Linked DNA regions of Mus musculus: all the other regions are linked to region 3. The links are chromatin contacts, called in public HiChIP or PLAC-seq and promoter capture Hi-C maps. All regions are on one chromosome and are shown on one strand. The core of a region is the stretch at or near the end of the contact, and the rest is flanking DNA. Distances in the headings are between cores, read along the strand shown.

Evidence for each region. Promoter capture Hi-C pulls out the DNA fragments that hold promoters and counts their contacts. HiChIP or PLAC-seq counts read pairs in DNA pulled down with a chosen protein or histone mark. Capture Hi-C pulls out chosen DNA fragments and counts their contacts.
Region 1: a contact with region 3 is called in an H3K4me3 HiChIP or PLAC-seq map of embryonic forebrain, with 8 times the contacts expected there. The contact joins the promoter of Ttc30b here to the promoter of Hoxd9 in region 3. A contact is called at or near these places in 4 of 39 promoter capture datasets (the 3T3-L1 cell line, the HPC-7 cell line, embryonic stem cells and 1 more) and 4 of 115 datasets of contacts at active chromatin or transcription factors (embryonic forebrain, embryonic midbrain, neural tube and 1 more).
Region 2: an H3K4me3 HiChIP or PLAC-seq map of craniofacial prominence shows a contact between it and region 3, with 4 times the contacts expected there. The contact joins the enhancer-like site here to the promoter of Hoxd9 in region 3. A contact is called at or near these places in 8 of 39 promoter capture datasets (the 3T3-L1 cell line, the HPC-7 cell line, embryonic stem cells and 5 more), 1 of 484 Hi-C or Micro-C datasets (cerebral cortex), 4 of 115 datasets of contacts at active chromatin or transcription factors (craniofacial prominence, differentiating embryonic stem cells, embryonic forebrain and 1 more) and 1 of 9 other capture datasets (embryonic stem cells).
Region 4: a promoter capture Hi-C map of the HPC-7 cell line shows a contact between it and region 3, with 17 times the contacts expected there. The contact joins the promoter of Nfe2l2 here to the promoter of Hoxd9 in region 3. A contact is called at or near these places in 10 of 39 promoter capture datasets (the 3T3-L1 cell line, the HPC-7 cell line, cranial neural crest and 6 more), 7 of 484 Hi-C or Micro-C datasets (cranial neural crest, embryonic stem cells, epidermal suprabasal cells and 3 more) and 15 of 115 datasets of contacts at active chromatin or transcription factors (the NIH/3T3 cell line, astrocytes, cardiomyocytes and 10 more).
Region 5: a promoter capture Hi-C map of liver shows a contact between it and region 3, with 2.8 times the contacts expected there. The contact joins the promoter of Osbpl6 here to the promoter of Hoxd9 in region 3. A contact is called at or near these places in 1 of 39 promoter capture datasets (pre-B cells) and 1 of 9 other capture datasets (liver).
Region 6: a contact with region 3 is called in an H3K4me3 HiChIP or PLAC-seq map of embryonic limb bud, with 6 times the contacts expected there. The contact joins the enhancer-like site here to the promoter of Hoxd9 in region 3. A contact is called at or near these places in 7 of 39 promoter capture datasets (the 3T3-L1 cell line, cranial neural crest, embryonic stem cells and 4 more), 24 of 484 Hi-C or Micro-C datasets (B cells, CD4 T cells, the G1E-ER4 cell line and 15 more), 12 of 115 datasets of contacts at active chromatin or transcription factors (the NIH/3T3 cell line, embryonic forebrain, embryonic hindbrain and 7 more) and 2 of 9 other capture datasets (adipose tissue and embryonic stem cells).

Annotation. Positions count from the first base shown.
Region 1 is chr2:75,937,051-75,939,750 of GRCm38.p6, reverse strand. It overlaps Ttc30b (tetratricopeptide repeat domain 30B), which reads left to right and starts at 1,289. Exons shown (of 1, transcript NM_028235.1): 1 at 1,289-2,700. The coding sequence starts at 1,344.
Region 2 is chr2:75,756,420-75,759,119 of GRCm38.p6, reverse strand. No RefSeq gene overlaps it. Among named protein-coding and RNA genes, the nearest start is that of Gm34657, 11 kb to the left of the region's middle. Within about 2 kb of position 1,294, at least 99 of the 459 cell types and tissues checked have an H3K27ac peak or open chromatin away from gene starts, as enhancers often do. A contact at or near this core is called in craniofacial prominence, where this site is marked.
Region 3 is chr2:74,696,404-74,699,103 of GRCm38.p6, reverse strand. Hoxd9 (homeobox D9) reads right to left here and starts at 1,341. Exons shown (of 2, transcript NM_013555.4): 1 at 271-1,341. The coding sequence starts at 1,048.
Region 4 is chr2:75,703,258-75,705,957 of GRCm38.p6, reverse strand. It overlaps Nfe2l2 (nuclear factor, erythroid derived 2, like 2), which reads left to right and starts at 1,295. Exons shown (of 5, transcript NM_010902.4): 1 at 1,295-1,594. The coding sequence starts at 1,550.
Region 5 is chr2:76,405,211-76,407,910 of GRCm38.p6, reverse strand. Osbpl6 (oxysterol binding protein-like 6) reads right to left here and starts at 1,403. Exons shown (of 27, transcript NM_001290733.1): 1 at 1,222-1,403.
Region 6 is chr2:75,779,906-75,782,605 of GRCm38.p6, reverse strand. It overlaps Gm13657 (a long non-coding RNA gene), which reads right to left. Exons shown (of 5, transcript XR_001783382.2): 3 at 1,641-1,895. Among named protein-coding and RNA genes, the nearest start is that of Gm13657, 4.4 kb to the right of the region's middle. Within about 2 kb of position 1,270, at least 60 of the 459 cell types and tissues checked have an H3K27ac peak or open chromatin away from gene starts, as enhancers often do. A contact at or near this core is called in embryonic limb bud, kidney and uterus, where this site is marked.

The DNA of each region.
Region 1 (2,700 bases), core at 40-2,539, 1.2 Mb before region 3:
GGAAAACTATAAAAGGTAACAGTCTCCCAGGTGCCTCCCAGAGCCACGTCAAATGATCCGTGCTCTAAAAGTACAGCCTTGTTATTGAAAAATCATACAATTTGTCACTACTTCATTTGGAAAGAACACATTAATATTCTGCTATCTTGGTTACTTCTCAAATGCTTAACTAAGCATTATATTTATGTCCCCACACATTAGGGTCAGTCAAATCTATGTACATGGTTTTCAACAGTGATTCAATATCGGCTTATAAGTCGGTAGTTTTTTACTGCTCTGTCATACTAGAATAAAATTGAATTTATACAGAATAACCTCCCCAAAACAATAACACAGAACCTAGAGACTCATTCTACATACAGGGGGGAAAGGAGAGATAGTAACTGCCTGAAGAGCTTCGAATTAAGAGTCTGGGTATGGGAAAGGAGTTGGCGAAGCATTTATGTATTAACTAGCTGATTCATACGTGAAAACAAGATCAGAGGCACGAGAAGCACAGGCTGATTACGTCTTGAACAAACTCACGGTAGTGTTTGGTAGAGCTTAGAGGGTGAGAAAAATAGCATATAGGAAAGGGGGAAAATGTTAGTTTTGTGGCTTCTCCTTGAAGAAGGAAAAGACCAAAGCCGTGTGCTTCATCAATTCAAGCACCAATTTACGTTCATAACAGCGGTCATTTACGAAACAGAGGGCGAATGGTACTTAAATCTAAAACAGCACCAGTTACAATTCAGACTCTCCTTCCCCCTCTCGTCACCTCTTGATACAGAATAAAATACGGACTGCCGGCCCTTGCTTAACAACGTTCTCAAAAAGTGGGCGTCAGAGCAGCTGGCAAGAATATACTAGAATTCCTGAAGTCCAGAGACGGCCCTCATTCCCATTTCGTCACCATTGCCAAGCAACTCGAACCCTCAAAGAACAGCGAATTTTCTGCATCCCGGGGGACCTTCACAAGAAAACTTTACTTCAGTGCCAACAAAGAAGCAATCAAAGCAATAGAAACAAGATCCCGATCCCAGAGAAAAGGCAGAGACTCCAATTACTGTAAAACGTCAAAGAGGAAAAACTACATTTCCCAGGATGCAGGGCGATAACGGAAGCGATGTAGGCCGGGACGTGGAATATCCCTCTCTGAACTACCTAGAAAATTTTCCAGACCAAGCCCAATTGCTTCCCCACAGTCTAGAGTGTTTAAAAACATATCCAGAAATTGATAGAAACGTGTCGGTGATTCGCTTTTATCCACAAGACACTTCCGTTGGATACTTGCCGCTGAACAGCTTCCGTTTCCGGTTGGCCTATTGCCTTGGAAACCAGGATGCAAAACAAGCTAGGTGAATATGGCAGGGCTGAGCAGCTCACAGATCCCCGACGGTGAGTTCACAGCAGTGGTGTACAGGCTCATCCGCGACTCCCGCTACTCAGAGGCGGTGCAGCTGCTGAGCGCAGAGCTGCAGAGGAGCTCCCGCAGCCGCGCAGGGCTGTCGCTGCTGGCCTACTGCTACTACCGCCTGCAGGAGTTCGAGCTCGCTGCAGAGTGCTATGAGCAGCTGAGCCAGATGCACCCGGAACTCGAGCAGTACCGCCTGTACCAGGCCCAGGCACTGTACAAGGCCTGCCTGTATCCAGAGGCCACCAGGGTCGCCTTCCTCCTGGACAACCCCGCCTATCAGACTCGAGTCCTTCGTCTCCAGGCTGCTATCAAGTACAGTGAAGGTGACCTCCCAGGAGCCAGGAGCCTGGTGGAGCAGCTGCTGAGTGGGGAAGGTGTAGAGGACAGTGGAGGGGAGAGTGATTATGATGGTCAGATCAACCTAGGTTGTCTGCTCTACAAAGAGGGACACTATGAAGCTGCCTGTTCCAAGTTCTTAGCGGCCCTGCAGGCTTCTGGCTACCAGCCTGACCTTTCCTACAACTTGGCTTTGGCCTATTACAGCAGTCGGCAGTACGCGCCTGCTCTGAAGCATATCGCTGACATCATTGAGCGTGGCATCCGTCAACACCCAGAACTCGGTGTGGGCATGACCACGGAGGGCATTGATGTTCGCAGTGTTGGCAACACTATAGTCCTTCACCAGACTGCTCTGGTCGAAGCCTTCAACCTCAAGGCAGCCATAGAGTACCAGCTGAGAAACTACGAGGCAGCCCAGGAAGCCCTCACTGACATGCCACCCAGAGCAGAGGAAGAGCTGGACCCCGTAACCCTCCACAACCAGGCTCTGATGAACATGGATGCCAAGCCCACAGAGGGCTTTGAAAAGCTCCAGTTTCTGCTCCAGCAGAACCCCTTCCCCCCAGAGACCTTTGGCAACCTGCTGCTGCTCTACTGTAAATATGAGTATTTTGACCTGGCAGCTGATGTCCTGGCAGAAAATGCCCACTTGACTTACAAGTTCCTCACACCCTATCTCTATGACTTCTTGGATGCCATGATCACTTGCCAGACAGCTCCTGAAGAGGCTTTCATTAAACTTGATGGGTTGGCTGGCATGCTGACTGAGCAGCTCCGGAAACTCACCATACAAGTACAGGATTCAAGGCATAGTAGAGATGATGAATCTGCCAAAAAGGCTGTGAATGAATATGATGAAACTCTTGAGAAGTATATTCCTGTACTGATGGCCCAGGCAAAAATCTACTGGAACTTTGAGAATTACCCAATGGTGGAGAAGATCTTCCGCAAATCTGTGGAATTCT
Region 2 (2,700 bases), core at 45-2,544, 1.1 Mb before region 3:
TCCTCAGACAGGGTAGACAGTGCTCTTACCCACAGAGCACGTAATTCTGAAAGGCTTTGGGGCAAACCTGGCAGCTAACCACTGAAGAGACGTCTCTATAGGAAATTCTGTCCACATCTCCAAACAGCAGTTTTGGAACACAGTCTGATACAGCCCTTGATAAGAACCTCAGGACACTCCTTACATTGCTTATTACATTGGTGACTTAACCCTTGCAAGCCTGGCCTCCCTAACCTGGGGCTTCGGCTATTTATTCTCCCTGTTTCTTCCAGAAAAAAAGTAGATATTTCTACCCTGATGCCAGTTCTAACCTTGAAGAGAGTGTGCCTTTAGCCCCGCTGGGGCTGAGGGTATCTGATGTGGATTCCGGAAGCCGTGAGAGCATGGCCTTGAGTCCTGGTTATCCTTTTTGGAAAACCCTGGAATGCCAACCTGTAATCGGCTGAAAGTAAGAAAGCCTGCCGTGGGAGCTGGTGCTACTGCCACAGTCCCTGGGAGGTTTCTGACTATGAGCGAATGCCAAGGAAGGGAAAATGAGAGCACTCTTTCCAAGGCAGGTGGGTCTGGGCAGAGAGTTCACAGCCCTGCAAGAGAGCATAAAATCCCTACGTTGGGAGGAGCCAGTTGGACCAGTTGCTTCACCTTACACAGTCCGTGCCTGAATGTGGCCCCTGGGAGGGGACAGCACTCACATGAGCAAACCCTGGACTTCATCCTCAGCAGTTTTGAACTTCCATCCACTAGGGTTTTGTGATCTGTAAAATGGGTCACGTTGCTGACTCAACAGGCTGTAAGAACACAGGGTGTAAGACACAATGGCGCCTTATAGACATTAAAGCTACAGGGCTGGATATTGGGGGTTTTATTTGTTTGTCTGTTTGTCTCTTTAGCTTCTCAATTTAGAAAATACACTGACTGACCAGTCATGATGACCAAATTACGTTTTAAACCCATTGCTCTATCACAGCTAATGTAGTGTGGCCAGTGACAGTAAAAAGATAAAAGAAGTCCGAGGTGGCATTAATCTTGTGTGCTGGAGGCTCATAGGCCTTGTGAGAGTTAGGATGGCTTTCCTGTGTAAACTCAGGAAAGAACTCAAATCATACAAGGGACCGACCCAGGCCTTGGTAGTGCAATTTATGTGAGACTCATTGCCTAGATAGACGTCCACTCAAGTTCATTTAAAAAACAAAACAAAACAAACTAACTAACAAACAAGCAGCCACCATAGGCTGGGTGGCATGCAGCTCTGTAGCAGAGTGTGAGGCACTGGTGTACATCCCAGCACCTTTTATTTTATTTGCCAGTTGGAGATCTAACCCAGAGCCCTGTGCATGACAGCTATAGGTCTACATGTATGGATCTAACCAGAGCCCCGTGGATGTTATCGGAGTATAATGGAGCAGATGTCTTTCTTCCAATTCTGCTTCAATAAGAACTTTTATGCTGAATTCCACTTCTCGGGAAAAAAAATAGGAAAAGAAAAACGAAGGGACGTGCATGGAGTGAAGAAGGGTGGAGAGAGGAAGCTGAGAGCGTGACTCACTGCAGCCTTTGAGAGGAGGATTAAGCTTCCACCCCCTCAGCCTGATGCGGTCAACTCCCACTTTGGAAAATAAAGCAGATCTTGACACGAAAGCAGTTTACAATGGCTCAACCAAGAATAGGAAGGAGCTAGATTCGCTAGCGTCCAGATTGCAGTTTAAATGTGGGAACATGCCTGGTTATGAGGACTCTGTCCTCAATAGCTAGGGTGAGGAGCCAGCTTGGGTAGTGATCAGAGGGTGGACACACAGATAAAGAACACATGGCCTATGTGCACCATTGGGGATATTATTCTGCCTTAAGGGGGATCAGAATTCCGTCATCTGCAGTGAAATGGGAGATGTTGTGCTAAGGAAAAGAAACCAGACATAGAAAGCCAAGAACCACATGTTCTCTGTTATACACAGACGCTGAGAAGTTGAAGGGAGTGTAGGGCAGTGTCAGCTAGAGTTTGGGAAGGGTGGAGGAAGGAGGAATAAAAGCAAGCTGGATTTGATTAACACACGCAGCGTTCATACAGTGGAATAACACACCACACCTCATTAACAAGCACACTTTATAGATATATTCAAAATAAAGGAAAAAGTAAAACAGCAAAGTAGAAGCGTACTACATGCTCAAAGGCCCTAGAGTGTACAGATTGGTGAGGGGCAGCTCCGTCAGGTGCTTTTCTGACGAGTGTGAGGCCAGGGCTTGGTCCCTGGGGTTAAAGGTAGAGACACAAACACCTATTGCCTCATTTTATGGCTCTGTCCTTCGGAAGCAATTAAGGCAGTAATTAGGGAGCTTGTGCAGCTATGTTCATCACACAGAAAGAATAAAGGAGTCTTAATGAAACCAGTAAGAGTTCAACAAATGCATCCTTACCGTGATACACCCGTTTATATTTAAAATAAGCTGCCAAACATTTGTGCTGGGATAAGATGTCTCAGATGTCTGAAAGACAACCATAGTTCCCAGTATATACTCACATGGTTTTATTCTGGTAAAGTAAATAAATGTGTGGATACGTATGTGTGGACTTCCAAAAGCTCCTAGAGACATACTAGAGTGTTTCTATAAGCTCGGCACTCAGGAGGCAGAAACTGAAGGATGGCGAGTTCATGGCCAATCTGGGTTACATACAGTGTGTTCCTGGCTAGTAAGACCCAGGAT
Region 3 (2,700 bases), core at 92-2,591:
GAGGTCGTTAAATTAATTTCACCAAGGATGGACGCTTTTCACAACTTGGGGGAATTATCATAAAAAGCCTTAATGCCCGCGCTCTGTTTACCGTACAAACCGCGCGCCCAAGGTAGGTGGTTATGGGAAGCTTTTTATGGATACGTGTTGCTCGCCTAGGCTTGGGTAGGCGTCTAGACGTTTTTATAGGTTAGTAAAACTATCAGTTTTGCACATTCGAGCCTTACAGGTTTCAGCAATAAATCAGGGGGCAATTTCTTTTGCACTTACTTGGGTCAAGTTGCTGCTGCGGCGGCTGCGGCGGCTGCTTCTCCTCCTCCTTCAGCGAGCAGCCCGGGCTCGGGTGATCGCTGCAAGCTGAGGGCTCGGACGAGCCTACCGCCCCTGGCCCGGTCCCGATTCCCACCCCGGGCCCGTTCCCTGTCGCCGCCGCTGCCTTGTCCCGCAGGAACGAGTTGCACGGGAATTCTGGGCCGCCGCTCCCCTGGGACTCGCGGGCCGCGGAGCACTCAGTCCTTTTGGAGGAGGAGGACGAGGAGGTGGAGGAGGAGGAGGAGGTGGAGGCTGCAGCGGGGGCCGGGGCCGCTCCGGTTTCAGGCTTAATCCCGTAGTGGCGCCCGTTGGCTGGGCCACCGGGGCTGGGAACGGGACCCGGGCCTCCGCCACCGCCGCCACCACTGCCACCGCCACCGCCTGCGCCGCCGGGGAAGCCGGGCAGCGGCTCCATCCAGGAGCGTACGTAGCGTCCCGGCTCGGCGGCAGCCAGGGGCGGCGGGGACACGTACGGGTGGTACAGGCCGCTCATCGTCGCCGCCGCCGGGGGCTGGGCGGCCACCGCGGACCACGAGGCGGAGAACACGGACGATTTGGGGGCAAAACTACACGAGGCGAACTCGGCGGTGGCGGCGGCTGGGCCATCGGCCACACCTGCGGGCCGGCCCTGTGTCCCCGGCCCCGGTGGCCCAAAGCGCGCGGCGAACACCTCGTCGCCCTCATGGCCTATGAGCGAGTCCACGTAGTAGTTGCTGAGGGTGCCACTGGACGACATGGTGAGGCGCCGCTCGCTCCCACCCAAGGTTCCACTGCCCACCGCCGAGCGGCTCCTCGCCGGCGCCCGAGCCGCCGACTAGTTCGCAGGCTGCAGCCACCACCATTGGTCGCGCGGCCCACGTGATCATATTTACCAATACCCGGAGTAAATCAGTCCGCTAAACTGGGGGCTGCTGTGATTTAAAAAAAAAAAAATCATCATCAACAGGAGCGTTGCAATTAGAGCTGCCGGGCCCAGGTCCACGCACCAGCCCGGCCTGGCCCGGCTCAGCCCGCCCTGGTGGCGGCGGCGGCCACAGGCCTAACTGCGGCCGCAGGAGGCGCTGGGGACTATTTGTTCATCTCTTCTTGCCTCTCTGGGTCCTGCGATCTCCACCCGGACTCTGGCTCTCCGACTCCTGGGCTCTGAGCCCTGGGCCGGGCTTCTAAGTCACACCTAGGCGATTATCCAAAGCCCCGGAGCAGTTGGAGGCTCCTGGGCCCGGGCTGCCCCAGGCAGGCTGGCCTTTAAGGGCGGACCCCTGTCGCCCAAAGGGAGTCGTTCTCCCCTCGCCTCTTTTCTTACCTAAACCCATCCCTACACACACACACACACACACACACACACACACACACACACACACTCACACAGCTTGGCGTGTTGTTTAAAACAGGTGGAAGACCTCTGTAATGATATTATGCCTTTCAATAAAAATTTTATGAGGTGTATTTGATTATAGATTAATGTGTCCCTAATAAAACGGACGGATGGAGCAGCTCGGAGTGCCCCTCCCTCTACCGCGCTCACACTCCCGGGGCAGCCACATGTAAACCCTCGACAAAAAGCTAGGCACACGCCCCGAGGCCCAGGGGGTGAGCTGGGTCAACTGGACTCTCGGGCCTGGTCCAGCTCAGCATGGCTTCCAAGGGGCGGCCTCCAAGGGCTGTCTCTCTGCCCTCGCATGGGTGGTGAGCACTGGAGTCCCAAGGAGCCGACAGTGATGGCCATGGTGCCTCATCTTTCCCCAGCCTTCTGGAATGGCCCTGCAAGAAAACATGCCACAGAGGGGAAAACCTAAAGGCCAGTGAGACCGGTTCTCACTAGCCGGAATTAGCCCAGCCTCAGAGAGGCCTGCAGGAACCGCATCTCCGAGGGTAGGTTCGCTGCGTGCCTTTCACACGTGCCTGCAAACGGATTCTGAAGATGTCTTCAAAATCCAGACGAAAGAACAGGTCCTTGATCCACCCCCTTTCCAGTTTTCCCCTTGAGAGGTAAGGCCGGGCAGCCTTGAATCTGAGAGAAATGCCCATTGTCACTCCCAAATCCATGGTACAAAGCCTGCCTGGGAGCCGAGACAAAAGCCGCACGCCAGCGGCGGCTGAGAGGACATATTCCTCGCTCTACAAGTTGCCCAGAGCACCCTTGGAGGGCTCCCAACCCACCTCTAGCCCCGCCAAGAAAGGGGGTAAATGGCTACTTAGGACCTGATTGATTGCCTTGGCGAATGGCTTTCTGATTTTGTTTCAGGGGGCCTGCCCTTTCCTGTAGCACAGGTTTCCCCCCATCAGCAACTAATGGCGCTCCCCACATCGCTGGGAGAAACGCAGAGGTTAAAATCACTCTACTTCTTTTGCCCATCCAAGGTAAGTCAGGGGCAAATTTATTCCAGT
Region 4 (2,700 bases), core at 46-2,545, 1.0 Mb before region 3:
AGATATTTGTGTTCAAACATACTTAAAACAACAAAGAGAAAGATAAAAATACTCTGGGTTTTCAACTATTAACACATTAAAACATCCCTCGATTTTTTTTCTAAGCCCATATAACTATTTTAGAAATTGGATTTTTTTTCGGGGGCAGTTAAAGAAGTATGTTTGGGAATGAACGTTGTGAAAACAGTCACTACCACCACCACCACCACCAAACCCAAGTGGCAGAGTCTATGGTACAGTTCTCAGCCTGTGGAGAGCCACCCCAAGCATCTCAGATATTTTGCACATCCGATACTTACATTACAATTTATAGCAACAAAATTAGTTATGAAGTAGCAGCAAAAATACTTTTCTAGTTGGAGGTCACCACAACACGAACTATATTAAAGGGTCGCTGCATTACGACGGTTGAGAAACGCTGCTCTAAAAACAGCTTGAGAGGTGGGGCCTTATGAGATCATACCTCAAAATTCCCAAATAGAGTAAGTACGTGTAAAGGAACCCTGAGAGTCTTAGAATCCACTTCGGTGATTCTGTTAGAGCTGTGCCCGCTTGCTGGGCTCTGGGTGGATGAAGTGATACTGAGTGACCGCTTGGGCCCCGAGCCCAGGGCACGTGGGAGAAGTGGAGGGCCTTCGAGTAAGCGAGCACGAGTTTGCAGCGTGGACTCATCCATCTCCCTGGGGCAGAGGTGTTTGAGCACCAGCAACTGAATGGGACCTGGGGCCAGAGGGCAGTTGGCCTCTTGCAAAGTCCGGGTCCCAGCTCAGAGCCCTAACCCCGAAACTGGCGCCACAGTCAGCCGGTGGAGCGAGATAAAGCGGGCAAGGTTCTGCAGGTCCAAATCAGGGAGTGGCAGCTCCGATAGCAGCGCACGGGCCGGGGCTCCCGGTGTGCTTGCACCAACTGTTTAAACTGCTTCAAAGAGCCAGGGCTGGAGCGACCTTCGGCAAACAGCTGCTAATCTCTAGCAAGGGGGTGCTGTCCTACAGAGGACTGGGGGGGCCGAAGGCCTCCTGCTCGCGCTCCGCCCCCCGTGCGACTTCAGCCCACCTGACTCCGCCATGCCCCGGACAGCGAGAGGAGGATCAACAGTGGGGGGTCGAGGGGAACGCGGGAACTCCGGCCGGAAGCACTCAGGTCCATGCCCCGCCCTCGGGCTCTTGCTCCTTCCACTGGCCCCCGTCTTGTCCCCCCCTCCCCTTGCCCCGCCCTAGGCCTTTGCGGGGGGCCCTCGGGTCCTTGCCCTGCCCCTGTACGCGATTCCAAGCTCTTGCCCCGCCCCTTACCCCGCCTCCATGCCCTTGTCCTGCCTCTGGCCCTTGCCTCTTGCCCTAGCCTTTTCTCCGCCTCTAAGTTCTTGTCCCGTCCCTAGGTCCTTGTTCCGCCCCCAGGGGGCGGGGGCGGGGCGGACTAAGGCTGGCCTGCCACTCCAGCGAGCAGGCTATCTCCTAGTTCTCCGCTGCTCGGACTAGCCATTGCCGCCGCCTCACCTCTGCTGCAAGTAGCCTCGCCGTCGGGGAGCCCTACCACAGCGTCCGCCCTCAGCATGATGGACTTGGAGTTGCCACCGCCAGGACTACAGTCCCAGCAGGTGCTGCCCCAACCTTCGGGCCCCTGGGCTGTGCCAAGAAGCCGGCAGGAGCTCGAGGGGATAGTGGCTCCGGGAGGGAGGGACAGTCTGAGCCAGGACTACGACGGCAGGGCCTGGGAACTGCCCCGCCGAGCTGGGAGGGCAACGGAGGATGTTGGGGCCGCGACGAGAGTGGGGTCCGAGCCTGAGGTCTCCAGGGGCGGCGAGGTTGGGGTGTGGAGGAAGCTCTGACTTCGTGGGGCCAGGCAGAGACACCACCACCTCGCTGGGTGGGAGGCGCAGAGGCGGGAGGGGGGTGGATGCTGGCGGTCTAAACCGGCGCCGCCCGGCCTTTTCCGGGGCAGCGTAGTTTCCCTGATTCGGTGCCGGTAAAAATGTGCCTAGTCACGGGGCCGCGCTCGGGGGAGCTGAGGTCTCTCCTCGGCGTCCGCCCGAAGCCCTCCCCAACCCCCGTTCTACGACTTGGTGAGCTCGGCCGTCTACGGCCTCAGCCCGAGAGCTGGTCTGTAAGATCACGCCTGTCCGTCTTGATCCAGAAAAGCCCAGCCCTCCGGGGGCGGAGGAGAAAGTCACCGGGTGGCCCTCGTGCTCTGGCGCCCCGACGGGCGGCCTGCCGGCAGGGCTCCGCACGCTCCTTCAGCCTGGGAACCCGGGAATGGCCTCGCGCCGGGCGCAAGGACGTGCAGACCTGGGCGGCGGGCTCCGAGGTCCGAGTGGGCCCCATGCTGGGCTGTGTGTTCTGAGTATGGTGACCCGCGGGGCCCCACGTAGTGTGCGAGGCTGTGGCTTCTGGCTGGCTTACATCGGCCAGTTGGCAGTCACAGAGGCCCTCGGTTGGCCCTTTCCTGCTCTATAGCGTGCAAACCTCGCTGCTCTGGGGCCAAGGGACAAGTTGGAGCTGTTGATCAGTTGCGCAATTGTTATTTTCCCCTGGGCGGCTTTGTCTTTGGATTTAGCATTACAGAGTTGTAATACCAAAATGTATAAGGCAGGATATTCTGGTCCTTGCCGTCAAGGGTAAGAGTAATAGATTAGAATTTGTTGCTTTTTATACTGTTGCAGAAGTTTTGCTTTTAGACATTTATTTATTATCCCTCGCTTGTGTC
Region 5 (2,700 bases), core at 154-2,653, 1.7 Mb before region 3:
ATTTTCCTTTGAAGTATACATTTCTTAAGTCTGTGACATAACTATTAATTAGTATGTATTTTAATATAAGAAAATATGTTCAAAATATTATTTTGTTAGGAGAAATTGCAATCGAATATATGACTTATTAAATCTTGCCGAAGGACTCCAAACTGGAAATTCTTTTTTTAAAAAAGCCTTATAGGACTTTCTGTCCAGAAGCGAGAAACAATTTGGCAACCCGGTGTTCCGTTTAGTTTCAGTCATTTGCTTCATGTCCATTATGTAATGCTTTCCCCAGCTTTTAGGTCTCTAGTTTCACCAACCTTTCAGGTAGATCACAGAATCGTCACAGAATCAGTATCTGGTCATAACTTTTAAAAGCAGCTTAAGACGTGGCTTACGGTGCGTCTGCAAACGGTAGAGGCTTTTAGAAATCTGCGGGTGTCATTCGTTCTCCGCAGCTTCCTCCCCAGGTTTCCCATCCCTCCTCCCCCAGCGTCCCCGGCGACTCGATCTGCGGGCAGCTCCAAGCTCGACGCAGGGGAAGCACGTCCTGACTGCAATGCAAACCCTGTCCCGGTCTGAACCGGAGAAGGGAGCTCGGGCGATGAGCGTGGACGCAGGCTGCAGGGAGGGCTGCAGGGACGCCAGCCGGGGGTAGCAAGGAGTGCTCGCGAGGACAGTCCGCAGTGCACGCGCACAACCAAACCCGATGCACAACTTGCCCGGCCACTGCCCGCGGCTCCCGGATTCCCTGAAAGGTGCAGCGTAGGCGTCAGCTCTCGTAGGCGCGGGCGCTCTCACCCGCACCGGTTCGGTTCTCCGCTGACAATTACATCAGTCCTCCCGGCCCCGACTTCCATTCCCAACCAGTCGGCCCTGGGGTGCGGGCATCGGGGATGAAGAACTGCCGCGGGGGGCGGAGAAGGGGGGCAGAGGGGAATGCGTGTAAAAGGAAGCCGGATTCCCCGGCAGCCGCGGGAAGGGAAGGCGGGCGGTGAGCGGGGACCGTGACACCGGTACCCCCTCCCACTCTGACCGCACCGGGGACCGATTTGGCCATCCTCGCTTCCGCGCTACCCAGCTGGGGTGCCTCTGGAGACAGCGATGCCTTGGGGGCCTGGGGCTGCGGCTGCCCACTCGGGTATCGCCAGGGTCCTCGGCCCTCTGGACGCGCACAATGCCCCCGGGCCGCGCGGCAAGCACCGCGTATCCACCCCGCGGCGGAGAGACACTTACCTGCAGGGCGAGCGGTAGGTCGCGGTGGGAGATGGCCCGTGCTATCTGCCCGGCGCGCAGGCTGGAGGAGGCTCCGGAGGCGCGGAGGACGGGCGCCGCCTGTGCCGAGCTGTGGTCTCCAGCGCGGACAGCGGCGGCCGCGCGGCGCCTCCAGTGGTCCTCCGCGCCGCAGCCCCTCCTCTCCCACGGGCGGGGCGCGCTGGCGGGGCGGCGCTCCGGGCTCCCCGCCCCCGGCTCCGGAACACCCGCCAGCCCCGATCGTTCCCGCGGGCTCCATGGTGTCCCGCTCTGCTCCCACCGCGCCCCCTTCGTGCGGGATCCAGCGCCCATCTGGTCCCTGCCTGGCGTCCACGGGAATCCGTGGGGTACCAAGATCAGTCATCCGAAAGACCCTGCCCGGGAGAGATAGGCCCCCCGCGTGTCCAGTCCTGCAGCGGCGGGAGCGCTGGGCTGGAAAAAAGAGGCCGGGAATGACTGCAGCGCTCCGGCCATGGAGCGGTGGGAGAGGGCTTCACCGGAGAACTGCAGCCTGGTGGCCTCCGCTCTGCGAGACCAAGCCCCTGGCCCTCGGCGCCCTTCGGAGGCCTCATTCAATAAATAAACAATATGTTTAGGCTTTCTGCCCTGCGAACTCTCAGTCCGGGAGAGACACTTGGACTGTGTGGAAGGAAGGACCAATGGCTTTAAAGTCCCTGGCAAAGCCCCGCAGTGTCCACGCAGCTTCCTTACACCCTTCCCACCCAGCAACTTCCATGCTAAAGCTATTCCTGGCATGCGTCCAAGACCAGATTGATCTAAAGGCAAATTTGCACGGAGGGAGGGGGGTACTTTAAATATTTGCACAGACGTTTCTTCTGTAAAGGGATAACTGAAGAATGTCCCTGTATCAAGACGTCTCTGTCATCAACAACTTCAAGGGGACAAATCTAGAGAACTGGGCCAAACAGGGACTCTTGGAGCGCTCTAGCTGTTTTGAATTGGGTGGAGGAAGGGGTTCCTTTAAAATCTGATGATCTGCCGCCTACTGAGATAGTCCTCATGGCATTTCCCAGTTGTCAGTGCTGATACAATGCTGGTGTGCTCTGACATAGCTCTGAGCATTCTTGCCTACATATCATTTCTCTTGAGTCTCCTTCTTACATGTGGGATTAACTTCTTCCATCTTGAATAAGGATCATCTTAAAATAACAAATGCTAGACCTTGTGACACATGGCAGTCTCACCCCAGTTTCCTCCCTGTGGAAACAGTCTCTACAAGGGAGCCATTATGTCGCTCAACTTCACTCTGTTATAGCTCCTTTTCCATCTGGGTCCCAGTGTGGCGGCAACTACTAAAACAGCTTTCACACACAAAAGTAGGCATACGTGAAAAATACCAGACAGTGAAAGGAGACCAGAGAACTCTTAGTCTTTATCTAAAAAAGGTCCTCTCAAAATTTTTCACATAACCCCTATTAGCAGAATCATAAACTACCCAGG
Region 6 (2,700 bases), core at 21-2,520, 1.1 Mb before region 3:
CAGCTACATAACAGGCTACGTGAGATCTTTTCCAAGAAATAGAGAAGGCAGGTGATGATTTGTCTCAGTGATTAATCATGCTTGCTGCACAACTCTGAGGACCTGGGTTCAGATCCTAGCACCCATAGAACAAGCCAGGCATTATTGTATGCGTACATGTAACCCCAGGGCTGTAGAAGGTAGAGAGGGGAGACTCACTGGAGCCTATTAACTGCCTATGTAGTGAGAAAAAATAATAACCCCCAGGTTTATAAACAGACCCCCACACACGCAGAATAAGGTAGAGAGTGACAGAGGATGCCTAACAAACACCCTGGTCTGGGCCCCTCATGCATGAGCAGAGGCACAACACAGACCAGATCAAAAGGAGTTTACTTAAAAGTTTGTCATGTTAGGCCAGCAGCAGCCTCCTGATGCTGCATTTACAGTTGCTGGTTGCACAAGAGGCCATGTCATAGAGTAAATTAGCTCATACCATTGAGGCTTACGAAAGCACACTCAACGATACGCTCACAAAGATGTATCCCTGTTGTTAGTGACCATGGTTACAGTCTTTAAGCCACTCAACCCCAAAACAAAGCTTCAACAATGTTTAGACAGAGAGGAGCAGGAGAGCTGAGGAAGGGCTGGTCTGTTTGCACATGGTGTGCATGCAGCAGGCCAGCTTCTCTTGCCTGTGGGAACAGTCCTTGAAGTGTACACAGGATATTTCCCATCGGTTCTGTGAAAGGCAGGAGGCTCCAAGGTCACTGCTTGCCCCGTGTTTGATCTCCTCAAGTCCACAGTGCACACCAGTAATTTAAAGGTTGTAAAGAAAACGGCTCAGTACTGCTCTCCCTAGCAAAACATATTTGACCAACGTGCTACCTATAAACACCCCACAAAATGAATAGGTTCTGAGGCTATGGACGTCAGGAAACTGCCTCTCTGTGTTGAAAGGCTCCATCCTCTTCTCCATTCACCAAAATCCAAGTAAACAAACAAACAAACAAACCACCTCATCAGAAAGTTTCATGATTTTATGTCTATAAGAGGTGTCCACCGGAGCCCTCGAAATGCCGGAAGTGCTGATATAAAAGCCCATAAGTGGATATTCAAATCCTGCCTGTAACTGAGCCAGATGGAAAGAGAGGAGAAAAACATAAAGTTGGAGCCAACAAAGTGTAGTGATTCTTAGAGTTTTGTACAAATGTTTCTTTCCAGTATTGGTTTTCACTTAATTCCATCTGGGGACTTACTTCATGTCCTTCCAATTGTCTCCTCTAGATGGCAATAGAGGTGAAAAAAATGCCGGCAGGTCTGGGTTCTCAGTAGAGTTCAGTGGCAACAAACGGCCATAGACCACCCTTCTCCAAACACATGCCTGCTTGTTTTGTTTCTAGACAGCATGTGATTATATAGCCCAGGCTGGACTTGAATGCATCGACATCCACCTACCTCTGCTTTTGCCTTCTGAGTGCTGGGCTTAAAGGTGTACACCACCATGCCTGACCAACAAGGTTTTGTTTTGGTTTTTGCTTTTGTTTTTCCCTCAAATAGATCTAATCACATAGCAATGCAAATGATTATTGATAATGGATGAGGGAATTAACCCCCTCCCCGAACCCCCTTCCCCATGCATGTGTCTCCCACAGGCTTACGATGTTGTCTGTATCTTTAAAATAATGCTAGCTGTACTCTCCTCAGGTCCTGTGGCATGCTGGTTACAGAGGCATGGTGATTTGTGTCCTTCCTCTGGGCATCTGATACGGCCCAACTCCAAACCACCTGGTTTGCTAACGTGTTGGCTTCATTTAAGATCCGTGACAATGCTAGGTTGGATCCTCTTGTCAGCTGATGCTTGGAGCCAGCTGTAAACTGGTCCCTGTACCATCAGGAGCTGCACCGAACTGAAGCTGGGGAAGTTAGCAGAAAGGTAACACTTCATTAAAAGTGTGCAATTTACGGTTGAATTAATAAAGCAGGAGAAAAGGAGTGGAGCGGGTCCAGAGAGGAGACCTTTATGCTCTATATCAAAGCCCCACTAGGGATATTTTAAAAGCCTTACCCTTCACTGCTTCATTGAATCTCATCATTAGACAATAAAATGGGGTCTACCAGCAAGATGCTCTCCACAGAATCTGCTGACAGGGAAAAACAAGGAGGCCAGTCCCCGTAATGGATGGCATTTCAAAGGCCATACAGTGCTCCAAAGAACTCTAAATTGTCCATGTGTAGTGAGCTGGACAGGGGCTAAAAGGTGGCCCATACCTTCAACGTGGTAAAATGAAACATCTCTGAGGGGAATTAAAAAAAAAGTATAATCCATAAGTAAAAGTAAAAGAGGCAGGCGGATTTCTGAGTTCGAGGTCAGCCTGGTCTACAGAGTGAGTTCCAGGACAGCCAGGGCTACACAGAGAAACCCTGTCTCGAAAAACCAAAAAAAAAGAAAAGAAAGAAAAGAAGTGAATATCAGTTCATATATTCTTTAACTCAATTTTGATCTCTCTCTCTCTTTAATTAATTTTGGGGAAAGGAAGGGTTGAGGGTTGTGACAGTATTTTATGCAACCCAAGTTGGCTTCCTATTTGCTGTGGAACCAAAGTTGACTTTGATTTCCTGAACTTCTGCCTTCACCTCCCTAATATAGGACTATGGGTATATACCAGCACACCCAGTTTCTTCCTCCTCCTCCTCTTCCTCCTCCTCCTCCTCCTCCTC